Regions from separate parts of the Ovis aries genome. Here region 1 is linked to region 2. Evidence: chromatin contacts called from public Hi-C data. All regions are on one chromosome and are shown on one strand. Each heading gives the region's core, a stretch centred on a gene start, on an enhancer-like site or on the middle of the called end of the contact. The rest is flanking DNA. Distances are from core to core; before and after follow the strand shown. Region 1 overlaps MED12L (mediator complex subunit 12L). Region 2 has its middle 7.5 kb from the start of TRNAC-GCA.

The links. A called contact is a pair of places that touch in the nucleus more often than the background predicts.
Region 1: a Hi-C map of hypothalamus shows a contact between it and region 2, with 6 times the contacts expected there. The contact joins two enhancer-like sites. A contact is called at or near these places in 6 of 16 Hi-C or Micro-C datasets (blood, hypothalamus, liver and 2 more).

The regions. Positions count from the first base shown.
Region 1 is chr1:237,404,214-237,411,483 of ARS-UI_Ramb_v3.0, reverse strand. It overlaps MED12L (mediator complex subunit 12L), which reads left to right. Exons shown (of 44, transcript XM_060394814.1): 43 at 2,871-2,952; 44 at 4,428-7,270. The coding sequence ends at 4,480. IGSF10 (immunoglobulin superfamily member 10) reads right to left here. Exons shown (of 8, transcript XM_060394790.1): 8 at 7,266-7,270. Among named protein-coding and RNA genes, the nearest start is that of IGSF10, 31 kb to the right of the region's middle. Within about 2 kb of position 1,658, at least 11 of the 54 cell types and tissues checked have an H3K27ac peak or open chromatin away from gene starts, as enhancers often do. A contact at or near this core is called in hypothalamus, where this site is marked.
Region 2 is chr1:236,695,029-236,701,704 of ARS-UI_Ramb_v3.0, reverse strand. No RefSeq gene overlaps it. Among named protein-coding and RNA genes, the nearest start is that of TRNAC-GCA, 7.5 kb to the left of the region's middle. Within about 2 kb of position 2,319, at least 11 of the 54 cell types and tissues checked have an H3K27ac peak or open chromatin away from gene starts, as enhancers often do. A contact at or near this core is called in hypothalamus, where this site is marked.

The DNA.
Region 1 (7,270 bases), core at 409-2,908, 710 kb before region 2:
AGATCATCGAGTGGGTGTAGCCAGTTTCTCTGACAGCCTGAGCCACACCTCTCTCTGAGCTTCTGATTGTTTCCTGGCAATCTGGAGCATTCCTTGGCTTGTAGACACATCACCTGATCTTCCCTTTCATCCTTTCATGATGTTCTCTCTGTGTTTGTGTCCAGATTTCCCTTTTTTAAAAAAGAGACTCTGTTTCCAACTGAAGTCACTTTCTGATGTACTGATGGTTAGGATGCTAGTGAATCTTTTGCGGGGGGAAATAATTCAACCCCTAACGGAGAATCCCAGGGACGAGGGAGCCTGGTGGGCTGCCGTCTATGGGGTGGCACAGAGTCGGACACGACTGAAGCGGCTTAGCAGCAGTAGCGGCAGCAACAGAGGTCAAGAGGAGTAGGAGAAGTATGGGAAGCTTTGAAAGAGGAAAGTGAATGCAGGGGACCTCAAGATACATTTGTATTTGGTTACTGCTTTTGACTACTAGTTCCTTATCAGGCTGTTTCCTTGTTGACAACAGCAGCTGGGTCATGTAGACAGTTATCATCAACACCCCTGTGTGCAGGCTCGTCATTTCTGTAAGTGCACCTAAGAGTCAAAATGGACTTACAACAGAACCAGTGCTTTTTCAGAAAGTGTCATCAGAAAATAGAACTTTCCTCTAAGAAAGAAAATACAAGAAAAGCCCGTGCTTAGAAATTAAATCAGGAGTTGTCATTTGCTTACTCAAGTCACTTGCCTTCTGTGAAGGAAGAGCATCTGGAAAAGAGTGGGTGCCCTTGCTGAAGAATTAGATTTGGCATCTCAGGCTTTGGTCTGTTTTATGGTTATTGACTTGAAAAATACTTTTAAAGCTCATGAATTGTTATGATTAAATTTACTATGTTAGCAGGCTATGATTTTTTTCTTTAAAGTTGCTTCCAGCTTTAAAGAAAATAGTGTTTACACTATCGTGCTCATAATTTCTTTTCATCTTGAATTCAGGTTGCCATAGTTGGGTGGCCAGGAAAACATGCTAACAGAAAGCTTTGGAAAGATGGCTTTTAAAATTAACTGATCGTTATGTCAATATCATACTGTGTTGAACACTTGCTTTTAAAAATGTGCATAATGGCAGAAATAGATACTTAAATAATCACATTAACTTTTAATCAAAGATAAGGGTGGAATTGTCATGTAACTTTCCTCAAGGAGTTCATATGTTCCAGTCAGAAATTTTTCAGAATGCCTCTGGAATTCCAAATTAGCCAGATAATAATCTTTTTTTTTTTTTTTTCCTCCAAAAAATTGGGTCCATGGAACTTACTGAGCCAGATTGCCATCCTTTGTATGAATAGGAGTCCACGCCCCGTCCCGCCCCCCCCCCCTGCGCCGCCCCCGAAGGAAAAAGAGAAGTCATATTTATGGAAGGAGGTATGGGGAAGGCTTTCTTGGGAGATTTGTGGTAACAGCACTGATACTTTGGGTTTCTTTTTTTCACTGAGAATAAAAACTAGTTCAGGTTAAAAAATAAAAAAAGGCTGGGTGGAAGTTGCCAGTTAGCCGGCAAATGAATACATGCTAAGTACTCTGAAATCCGCTGGCTGCTGGTCTTCTCTGTGTTTGCCATCCGGAACACATTGTTCCATCCACGTGCTCAGAGGAGGGGCCTGGGCAGCGCTGCAGTCTCTTCTGCCAAAGCTGGTAGAGAGGAAGGTTTGTGTCCTGTCAATCAGAGGAGGGCCTGTCTATCTGTGGAGCCTCAGTCGGCAGTGCAGGTTTAAGCTGAGTGTTGCCTTGTTACTTCGTCCCTTTGCTCACTGATAGTGGTGTCACAGTGTCAGGACACAGCTGTCAGGAGGCAAGGACTGTGTTTACTCACTTTGGCGTCCTGGAATCCAGAAAAGCACCTGGATTTGGATAACTCATTTGTTGGATGTCATAGCAATGGAGGAAAACACCCAACACATTATTCCTAAGCAAAGGAAAACACACCGGAGATTTGACTCTGCTTCTGCCCTGCCATCTCCAGGGTGCGCCCCACCCCTGCTTAGAGGTCAGGAGGTCAGTGGGCCAGCACTCCAGCCCGAGTGGGTGGGGGATGGGCCTGTGGAGGTAAGTTAATTAATCCCAATGTGTATCTGATTAAGATAACCTTGCATCAGAATGCATCCTTTGTTGGGACAGTCATAGGCCTGGCTGAAAGAAGGGGCGGGGAGAGGTATAAAGAAAAGGAAGGCTAGAGTGACACTCTGAAATCTGAAGGTTAAGGAAGAAAGTAAATCAGCACTATGAATGATGTTAATCAGAGGTGGTTTTACTTCTGCCACATAGGTTTTTTTCCCCCTCTTTGGAATAACTACTGCAATTTCTTGTATCAACTTAATGGCTGGAACCAGGGCACTCAGGCCCTCGGATTGTTCTGCACACGTAGAACTCTGGAAGCCAGCGCCTCCTCGAAGTGTGGTCCTCCTCCGTGCCTCTCTGGTCTCATCCTACCCAACCTCTGTCCTCCACCAAGCAGGAAGGTGCAGTCCCAATGGGGTCCAGGCCTCTGTGCCCACGCTCTTGTCTCCATTCACTCAAGGCCAGGCCTGTGGTACTTGACCCAATCCTCCCACCAGGCAGCTTTCAGTTTGCTGCTGCAAATGGTTTGTAATATAGTGACACCAACTAGTCAGCTGGTGATGGGTGAGGGATCAAGGATCTGTGAACCACTGGGCACCTCTGGACTCTTCCTCGGGGCTCCTCCGGTAAAGGCTACATCCCCACCTGGAAATGGGTTTGGAATGGATCAGGCACTTTCAGGTGAAGGCCAGATGTGGACCAGGCGTGGCTGCAGGCTTTCTCTTCTTTTCTCTGATGGGTGCTGACTCTCTCCTTTCTCCCGATGACAGTTCCCCAGGCAAGGCTTGCAGCAGACCCAGCAGCAACAGCAGACGGCTGCCCTGGTGCGGCAGCTCCAGAAGCAGCTTTCCAGTAAGTATTCTCCCTCAGAAACACACGGCTTCCAGGAGGTGGAGCTTGGCTGCTCCTCAAAAACCACGGTCTTCCTCGCCGCTTTCCTGTTCGCTTTAGTCCTGGTTGTCCCTACTGTGTTCAGTCATGGTTTGAAGGCTTCTTTTCCTGCAGAAGCCCCAGTCTTTTCCTTGAGTTCAGCAAAGATGTTTTCCTATTGCTTCCATCTGAGTCTAGGAATGTTTCTTTCCATCTCGGGGACCCCAAGAAACAACAGGTTCTTTTCTTGCAAAGCTAGATGCCCCAGAGAGCATCTTGGCTGATGCCCTCAAGTGTACTAGGGGGCAGGTTCAGGGCCCCCAGGCACTATGACTTTACATGTGTTAATTCACTTAATTTCTAAACCACCTCATGTTAGTCGCTCAGTTGTATCCGATACTTTGCGACCCCATGGACTGTAGACCATCAGGCTCCTCTGTCCATGAGATTCTCCAGGCAAGAATACTAGAGTGGGTTGCCATGCCTTCCTCCAGGGGATCTTCCCAACCCAGGGACTGAACCTTGGTCTCCCACATTACAGGCAGATTCTTTACCTGCGATAAGGTATTATTGCTATTCCCATATTACAGATGAGAAAACGACTAGAGAACAGGGACACTGACGTGTCTCCCAAGGTTACTCAGCCAACAGCTGGGACTAAAACTCAGAGTGACTCATTCCAGAGCCACCTTTTAACCACAGTATAGATTCTGCTGCCTGACATTAGCAGTGATGCTGGTCTCCTTTGTTGAATAAGGGCGACTAAGCTGAGCTGCCCATTGCACATCTCCAGAGGGCTCCATTTATGCCATAGTCTGTTTGCATGGGGCCTCTGGATTTGAACAGTCCCACCAGAGTTGTGTGAGCAGTAGCTGTTTCTAAGCCTGTGTCATTTTTTTGAACCTGTGCATGGTTCTTTGTCTGTGTGCATAGACATACGTGCATAGGCATACGCTCGTCTCATACATGCAGCCTCTCTCTCATGTGGATACACTCTTGCCTAGTTCTCTCTGATGTATCTATGGCCATTTGCAGAAAACTGCCCACTTCAAGCTACTTCTCTTTCAACTATTATAATGTCAGTGTTAAAGTAGAATTTCTGGTGTACTTTTATGAAGTGTTGAGAACCTTTAACGTTTTATGATACTTAACAGTCCCTTTTAATGTTAGTATTTAGGTGGTTCAGGGATAGAGACTTTTGATGGGTCAGTTACCCACATCCCAAGGCCTTTTGCTGACAGGTGTGGGACCGTGATGTAGAGCTGGCCCCTCTGCAGAATGAATCCAAGAGTGCTGTTAAGACCTGGCCACTCAAGGGTCTGTCTAGTGTTAGACTCCCAGGCCAGTCTGTTCTCCTGTTCCTGAGGCTGGTACTGAAAGCAGTGACACGTGCATACCATCTATCTGTAGCCTAATTTTGCATCTGCAATTTTGTTTGAATTTTTTTCTCTCACTAGGTAACCAGCCACAGCAAGGAGTGACTCCCTACGGGCATCCTTCACACTTCTGAGTCTGGAAGAGGACAAAGATACAAACTTTTCTGTTTGCACTGAAAAATAGAAAATCACATTTAATGCATTAGTCATCTTTGGAAATGTCTGTTTTTTCATTGCTCTGAAGTTTTCCTATATTTTACGCCACATTTCGTACAAAGGTGTTGAAACAAAAAGTAACAGAAAGGGTGTGGTTTGGTTTCATTTCATTCAACTTGAAAAGTAGGTTTAAAAATGTAGATCATGTGGGCCTACTGCAGGAAGAGTTTGGTAGCAGACTTAAAAATTGGTGCTCTTATTGAATCTCGTAGTTATAGAAAGAATGAATTATGGTGGATTTAAAATATTTATGTATTCACTGATGATTTTTTTTTTTTTTTTGGGCAAACTGTGCTGGACCAAACTACTGATTTGAAAGGCATGTCAGATCTTGACAGGAAGGTGATCCATTTACTCTGCAGTCACCTTTGGTGGTGAAGTGGACATATATTTGCATTGCTCTAATTTAAAATATTTGTAATTTCATAAGCACTTTATGAACTTTGTTCTTATTTATGTAGGATTTTTCTTTGCTTTTGTTGTGGTCAAAAGGTGCTGAAACAGATTGTTGCTTAGAACTTAAACTTCTTAGACCAAGAACTTAACCCAAGGCTTCTGTGAGAGCCACCCTGAGGTACATGGAAACCCGTTAGGAGTAGCTGTCCTAAATTTTTCCATGGCAGGATCACTGACCAGAGTCTTTGTGAAGGTACAGCATGTAAATGCTAAAGGCCGGAATGAACCGAAGTGGAATTGATCCAATTATTTGCCATATTTGGCAAAAATGACTCTGTCCAGTTTGGGTTCTCCTGAACCTTTATGCCAACTTGAGGGGAAAAAAAAAAAATCTCGCAGCTGGCCTGAGATTCCACAGTGCTCAAACTTGACTTGGTTTCCAGAGTATGGCCCCCAAGTCCAGAGGGCTCTGGTTTTCATAAGAGATGTATTTGCTGTTTATTTTATATGGTAAGTATTTGCTATTTTGAATTTAATTATTAATGTTGGTGTCTGTCTTGGTTGTGTATTGCATATACTGTATTTATAAATTGGTGCAAAAAGCACAAGTAAAGTAAATTATACATCAAATTTATTATAAAGAAATAGTAACTATTTTAACTTTGTTCAAGTATGTGGTAATTTGCTCCTATTAGAGTAAAAAATACAGTAAATTATTATCAGTTTGTGTAACTTAAGAGTATTCCATATAATATTTTTTTAGACTTAGATGCATAAGATTTTGAATGTGAAAAATTGCAGGGCATTTTAAAACATGTGGGGGATATTTTCCCATGTTCTGTGCTAATTCATTTTCTTTTGCCATATGAATTTACATGTAATATAGTCGCACATACTGTGAATAGATTTGTCTATAATGAGCAAACCATGTAGGACTACTTTTTTTAAAATGTAGCTGGTACAACTTCAGTAGATCATTTCCTTTGCAAATCATTATATAAATAATTTATATCTTCCTAGGTGGGTTACTCATTGCAAAGTTTCACTCATGCAAATGACCTCAAATCCATGTCCGCTTACTTTGCTGTGGCAGCATCCATGTGAACTGCTTTGTACACTGTGAAACAATTTCACTCCAGCCCACTCATTTCATGTTTACTCTGGGCTGAGAAAGACTTTGCCAAAACATTAAAGACCATCCTTTTCACTAAATTAACATGTTCTATCTGCTTTCAGATGAATCTTGACATTTCAGCTAGTTTTGTATATCAGGTTTCGTTTTCTTGTTTTTTTCCCTTTTCAGAGTGATAGAGTTCATAAAGTTATTTTTCTTCAAAGTAATATATAATGACTGCCTTGGCAAAAACAACCGAAATGTGAATGTCGTGCCTAGTGAGTACGAGTCATGTTCTGTCCTGATTGTTATTTTTCGTCTTTTCAAGAATTACTGAAATGCCACTTTCAGTTTGAACCGTATATATTTCTAGCTCAATATTGCAAACAGCAGTAAGACTGTTTCAAGAATGAGTGTTATAATTGCATAGCATTTGTATGCACTTTATATTTTACAGAAGTTAGTGAAATTAATTTATTAATCATTTTGCACACGAAGGCTGTGGGGCATACCTTTTTGTTGTCGTCTCCCTATTTTTTAGGTGGGAAAGCTAAGATATGGTAAGGCCGTATGATTTGAAGATTCTACAGAGAGTTGAGGAAACACCTAGAACCAGTTTTCCCCCGTGTACTTATACAGAGAGAAACCAGAATTTTCTGTCTATTCTTATATTTCCTCCCACTTAATCCTCTCTCGTGTGAGTTTTCTTTTCTTTTTAGAATATGCATTAATTTATCTTGAAATGATCACAAAGGATAACCCTGTCCTTCGGAAAAACCTGATAATTTGCTTGGTGAGACAGAGAGGAAGTTATCTTAGGAAAAATGGAGCCCCCAGTTCCCCTTAAAGACTTTGAAATAGAATGGAGCTTGACATAGGAAGCCCTTCCATATACCTGTTTACACTGTAGGCCCCTCCCTAAAAGGGTTCCATTTGTCCTCTGATTGATCCCTCTTGGCCCGGAAGTAGAATGAGATCTCTGTTAAAATGAGTATCCTTTGACCACTTGTGGTCACTGGATACCAAAATCAGAGAAAGTAGGAAACAGGTTACCTCTTTAGGTGGAGCAAGCCGAAACTTGGTGTGATGAAGACACAGTGAAGTGTCCCCCACCCCTCATCTTTCTCAAATGATACACAGGGGCAAACATAGTTCTCAGTTTTGTGTGCTGAGATACTTGAGCAAGACAGATGGCATT
Region 2 (6,676 bases), core at 1,070-3,569:
TAACGAGGAAGGCTTTCTTATCTCTCCTTGCTATTCTTTGGAACTCTTCATTCAAATATTCTAGCCATAAGAGTATGACTTAATCGTTTGTTATTGTCCAGAGTTCAGCCAGAAAAGGCAAATGCTCTGTAAGAAAGTTTTGACCCTCAGACCTCTGATACCCTCCACTGGGGTATAAATTGAGTGGACCTCTCAAAGTTGCGGTGGACAGAGACATGACTGAAAATCTGGGCCTTCCACCAGAGGTTTTAACAATAGCAGATGAGGACTTTACAGCTTTAACTCTAGTATATATCTAGATAGAAAGGAATAACTGAAAAACAGATATCCCTTGGGAAGATGCAGGTACAGATGAGCAATGAGCCTTCCTGACATCTTTCCTGAAAGTGTGAGATCCTTATTCTGAAAATGGGAGAAATTATCATTAATGAAAAGTATATGATATGATGTACTAATGCCCAATGCACAGGCTATGGAGCAATTGATATTGCTTCAGAAATACTGCTGCTTTGTACTGAGAGTGATACATGATGATTTGAAAGTGGTACAAGATGATTTCAGTGCTTCAGGGAAGAAACACATCAGGGCTGATCAGAAGGCGTGTTTTGGCTCCATTATTGCAGAGGATATTTACGCAAAATGTGATCCCCTCCCCCAAGAAAAACAGCATGACTGAGTTACACACACACACACACACACACACACAAGACAAATAACACCCAGTTAAGTCAGCATATTTAGAAAATGATCCAGTTATCAAACTCTGTAATCATTATGCATTGATTTTCTTTCTTTAGTAGCAAAAAGACAAAATCTGGGCAGATGTTTCCAAGTTGTGAATCACTTTATAATTGCTATGTCCAGGAAATTCCAAATTGAAATCCACCCTATCCCCTGTTTCCTTTCCTACTAAATGGGATTTTTTTTTTAACTCAATGAATTTAGGAGATTTTTTTCCTTGATAGATATCTAAATGTCCCCTTCATTCTGAAAGGGGTTCATAACCTAAAAGATTTAATAAGATTTTATTAATCATAATAGGACCTCTCCAAGGAGGGAAATAAAAAGGAAGAGGGGGCAAAATTCCACATTAAGATATGGAGTGTCACCGAGAATGCCGCTATTGGCTTCCCTCTTCTATCTATTAATGGAACACACAGAGTCTGATATCCACCCACTTCTGTTTGTGGACTGTTTGTCACACACTGAAGGAGAAGCTAAAAAAGGTTTTTGTCTGTTGGCTCTAATACTGATTCCTTATAGCAACAAGATAGGAAAAAATGCAAGATGCCTTATGCAAAGCTTTGCTATGGAACTTAGTTTTGAATAGGCATAAAATAGTTTATGGGTAAAATGGAACCCCTTGTCTAAAAGTGTGTAAGCTGGGAATTCATCCTGTCCCAACTCCACTGTGGATATGGTGGAGCCAGAGAGTCAGCTATGAGGAGTGGTCCTACGAAGTGAAGTGAAGTGAAGTCGCTCAGTCGTGTTCGACTCTTTGCGACCCCACAGACTGTAGCCTACCAGGCTCCTTTCTATACATGGGATTTTCCAGGCAATAGTACTGGAGTGGATTGCCATTTCCTTCTCCAGGGGATCTTCCCAACCCAGGGCTTGAACCCTGGTCTCACGCATTGTAGACAGACGCTTTAAGCGATCTATCAATCAGGAAGCTTCAGGGAAGAAGCTCCACAACCCCGGCTCTCACCCACAAGCTCAGGAAAGTTGCACAAAACCCAAGACAAAACTTTATTATCACCCATCTTCACAAAATCATCTATGTTGTCCCCTAACTGTGAGCTCACCAAGAGTCTTATTAATTTGCATATCAATCGAACTTAATGCTGGTTCCTAGACAAAAGAGATGCTCAACATATTTGAATGGAACTTTTCTATAGATGAGGTTATTAACATCTTTATAGAACTGGTGTTACTTAAAATGTTTCTCAAGAATTTTAATTTCAAAATCTCTCCCTTTAAATAAGAATTTGTTGTTATAAATGATGTGGTTGAGCACTGTCCTGGGACTCTGCTTCTGCCAAGTTTCTTAAAAGGCTGAGAACAGAAGAACAGAGGGCAAGAACCAGCAGTTTTCAGAGTGACGCTAAACCCCTTTGGAGATCCTGCATAGGAGAGCCAAAAACGGAAGTTTAGACCCTCAGCTCCTCATTCCTCTTGAGGATATAAAAGAATTGAGGTGAAGAAGTCAGAGAGTTAGATGAAGGATTGATTTGACAATTATCTGGAGGAGGGGGGTTTCAAGGAGAGCTTCAGTGGGACCATTGTCATTTAAAACAATAGAATCATCTGACTCATGGCTGAGGACAAAAGTCTCTTTGGAGAGTCTGACTCCACAGAGAACTTGTAGCACCAGCTTAGAGGTTTCCAATCGCTGTTCTTCCCGAAGTGTTTGCTTTCCTACAACACAAGAAGCTAAGTAGGGATATTGGCTTGTGGTCTCAGTTCATGGAATCCTGCCCAAGTTGGTTTCTGCTGTAGAGGTTATCTGACCAGAAAGAGATTGAGGGGGAGACTGTAGATTTTCAGCTGAGGAGAGGCACTGCCTGGCAATGGAGCTGAAGCTGAGTGGCTCACTTAGGACTTGCTTTGTAATTTGCCGGGTCATGGCGCTAGTGATAAAGAACCTACCTGCCCATGCAGGAGATGCAAGTGATGAGGGTTCAATCCCTGGGTCAGGAAGATCCCCTGGAGGAGGGCATGGCAACCCGCTCCAGTATTCTTGCCTGGAGAATCCCATGGACAGAGGAGCCTGGAGGGCTACAGTCCATAGGGTCACAAAGAGTTGGAGACGACTGAAGCAACTTAGCACATAAGGATGCAGTAAAAAAGGAAAACGCAGCGTGCTCTTGCTCAAAATTTAAACATTTCAAGATGGTGATGACAGAGCATTAAAACAAGCCTGAGGCCCCCCTAAGGTCCTGAGAGTCTGCACGGGGCTCACACCAATTAAGATGGCCCTCGATCTAGTAGTGAAATCACGCAGCTCTCGAAGTTCCCACAAGTTAACTCAAGAGAAGTTAGGCATAAAGTTCTTCCACAGCCAGAGAAAATCAGTGTGTATCACAGATTTCAAAGAAAGTCATCTCTGTACCTCTCTTCCCCCTCTTTCTCTCAATCTTCCGGAAGTCAGAGGCAGCCTAGTAAGCAGCCAGGTGAGTAGAAACTAGGCAGAGAAACCAACCTGAATGGGTGTCGCCACCCCAGCACTTCTCCCCCCTGCAAGAGCAGACAAAACAGGGAAGATAAACTTTACACGAAGTTTAGAATTTTAAGTATTTTATAAGACGGACTTACTGAAGTCCGTCTCATTTTACTTACTGAAATGAGATAAGCTGAGAAGGAAACAAAATAACTTGACTTTTTTTTTTTTTAACTTCTGAGAAATTATGGGACTTGCCCAAGATTTATCCAAGATGGTCATGAAAAAGAGGTCAGTTTTGACAGTGGGTTTACAGGACAGTGATAAGAAAGAATAAAGATACTTTATGAATGTGCCTGCAAAGAATTCTGCTGGCTCACTGTATGATTACATACAATATTTTATTTATTTACTCAAACTTTTCTGGGTAAACACATGCACACAACCATGGGTGTCCACATATATAGATGAATTTGGGGATATACTTCCATGAACCTAATAGGTTATTGAGGAGAAGACATTGAACTTATGACTTAATTGTTCAATGTCTCAGGATTATATCATTACAAGCCACAGCGAAAATAGAGCAGATAAACAAAAATGTGTGCATTGAAAATAATTGTTGTTGTTGTTTTACCTACATGGAGAAATTCTCTAGGAATCTGAACTGCGGAGGTGAGGTGTAACTCTAGACCAAGGTAGAAATACAAAAAAGGGCATTTGGGTAGTGTTTGGTTTAAAGTTATAATTAAATCTGCTGCAACACAAGAAATGTGCTTTTACTGCCCTCTAGTGGTTTCAGTTTTTCACCGCAACATCTCTATTTCAGTAGTCAATATTTCCATTAAATTCACTTCATAGAGACTATTTGAGAAAAGAAATCTGAAAAAAAAAAAAAGACTTTAATTCTCAAATATTTTCTAGATAACCAAATGTTATTAAGCAACTTTATGTAGTTGTGTCAAAATATATGCACTCTCTACAATTTCAAAATTGTTGGTTTTGTCATCTTTTTAAATTTGTCTGTGACTGCTTCATGAGCTCCAAGTTAACTGGTTAGGGTTTAGGCAGGGAAAGGGTGTGGGTATAACTTTATATTCCATATTAGACATGAAAATAGTCTTACTTTATACAAACATTCTGAGAGCTTATGCTTCCTTCCCCTTCTGTTAACAGCTCACCAGAAGCTCACTGTACCCTCCCTGGGTGCTGGTATGTGCAAAACGGGCGGTTGGTCCACCTTGTTGCTGCCTTGGCTTCCCCTTGATTCTTTCAGATGCCGCCAACCCCTGGAAACCCCTGGTTTAGGGGAGTTGCTCGTGGCTTCAACTCCCTGCGCATCTATTCCAGACTCTGGAAAGGCCATTCTAAGTCTTCTGGTTTTCAGTAGCCTTCTTCCTCACCCCCTTCCCTATACCAAACAAGCACAAGGAAACATCTAGATGCCCTCACATCACAGAAGAGCCCCTGTTAACGCAAAGGATCTGTCTTGGGCTCTCTATTTTTCTCAAACTTCTTATGCCTCAACTGTTAGCTCCATCAGAATTTCCTGGAAGATCTGTTAAAACACTAATGTCTGGCCCCACCCCTAGAGTGTCCAATCAGTAGTCCTGAAGTGGATTCCAAAGACCTGCATTTCTAACAGGTTCCCAGAACATGCTGATGCTTCTTATCCCAGGACCCACATTTCTGAACTGCTGGCTTAAACCAGTATTTTCTCAATTGTTCACCTTAAGGCACAAGGAAAAACCAATAAAATGTATTCTTTACACAAGGGTTAACCTGAGCTGTAAGCCTTTATTGTGGAGAAAGCTCTTGGTCTATTTTGCGGGTTGGTCTTCCCACCCACTCTGGCCAGAGCCACAGGAGGTCTTTCTTAGATCTACATCATGAGAGCCAAGTGGTAAAAGCCATAAAAATGTTAAGACCTCTCCGAGAGGTCCATGGCTCTCGGGACTTTCTCATTAGTCCACACCCAGCTTCTAGCAATTTGTAAAAATTAGCGTTTTGATGTTCCAACCAGCTGATGGGGCTTCCCTGGTGGTTCAGACGGTAAAAAATTTGCCTGCAATGCAGGAGACCTAGGTTCAATCCCTGGGTCAGGAAGATCCCCTGAAAAAGGGAATGGCAACCCTCTCCAGTATTCTTGCCTGGAGAATTCCATGGATAGAGGAGCCTGGCAGGCTATAGTCCATGCAGTCGCAAACAGTCAGACACGACTGAGCAACCCACACACACTGAATCATAATGTGAAAGCCATGCCTTGTATCATCTATTACATGCTTTTCATTTCAATGAAAATGTATATTCTATTTCAATTAATTGGGTTAATCTGGAAAACTTAAAATCCTAGAGCACATTATTTTATGGAAATTTTAAAAAATGTGTGTTTATCACTTAAACTACTTTCTAGTCATAGTCAAAGAGCTTGTTTAAATACAATCTAAAAGCTAAGGGTTTAATGATAAACTTAGAAGTAGGGGAAAAGATTAGAAAATTACCCTTGTACTGTACTATAGCTGTACATAATGAAAAAAACAATTGCAAACTTACATGCGGGTGTGCAGGTATGCTAGGGGACTTAATATTATTTCACTGAAATATGAAAGGCATTATTGCATTATTGTGTATGCATTATTAATCACCAGGATTCATCATTTGATGATAATTGTTAGGTAGTTCAGTTCAGTTCAGTTCAGTCGCTCAGTTGTGTCCGACTCTGCAACCCCATGAATTGCAGCACACCAGGCCTCCCTGTCCATACCATCTCCTGGAGTTCACTCAAACTCATGTCCATCAAGTCGGTGATGCCATCCAGCCATCTCATCCTCTGTCGTCCCCTTCTCCTCCTGCCCCTAATCCCTCCCAGCATCAGAGTCTATTCCAATGAGTCAACTCTTCGCATCAGGTGGCCAAAGTACTGGAGTTTCAGCTTTAGCATCATTCCTTCCAAAGAAATCCCAGGGCTGATCTCCTTTAGAAAGGACTGGTTGGATCTCCGTGCAGTCCAAGGGACTCTCAAGAGTCTTCTCCAACACCACAGTTCAAAAGCATCAATTTTCTTCACAGCTTTCTTCACAGTCCAACTCTCACATCCATACATGACCACTGGAAAAACCATAGCCTTGACTAGATGGACCTTAGTCAGCAAAGTAATGTCTCTGCCTTTGAATATGCTATCTAGGTTGATCATAACTTTTCTTCCAAGGAGTAAGCGTCTTTTAATTTCATGGCTACAATCACCATCTGCAGTGATTTTGGAGCCCAGAAAAATAAAGTCAGCCACTGTTTCCCCATCTATTTCCCATGAAGTGATGGGACCAGATGCCATGATCTTAAGTTTTCTGAATGTTGAGCTTTAAGCCAATTTTTTCACTCTCTTCTTTCACTTTCATCAAGAGGCTTTTTTGTTCCTCTTCACTTTCTGCCATAAGGGTGGTGTCATCTGCATATCTGAGGTTATTGATATTTCTCCCAGCAATCTTGATTCCAGCTTGTGCTTTTTCCAGCCCAGGT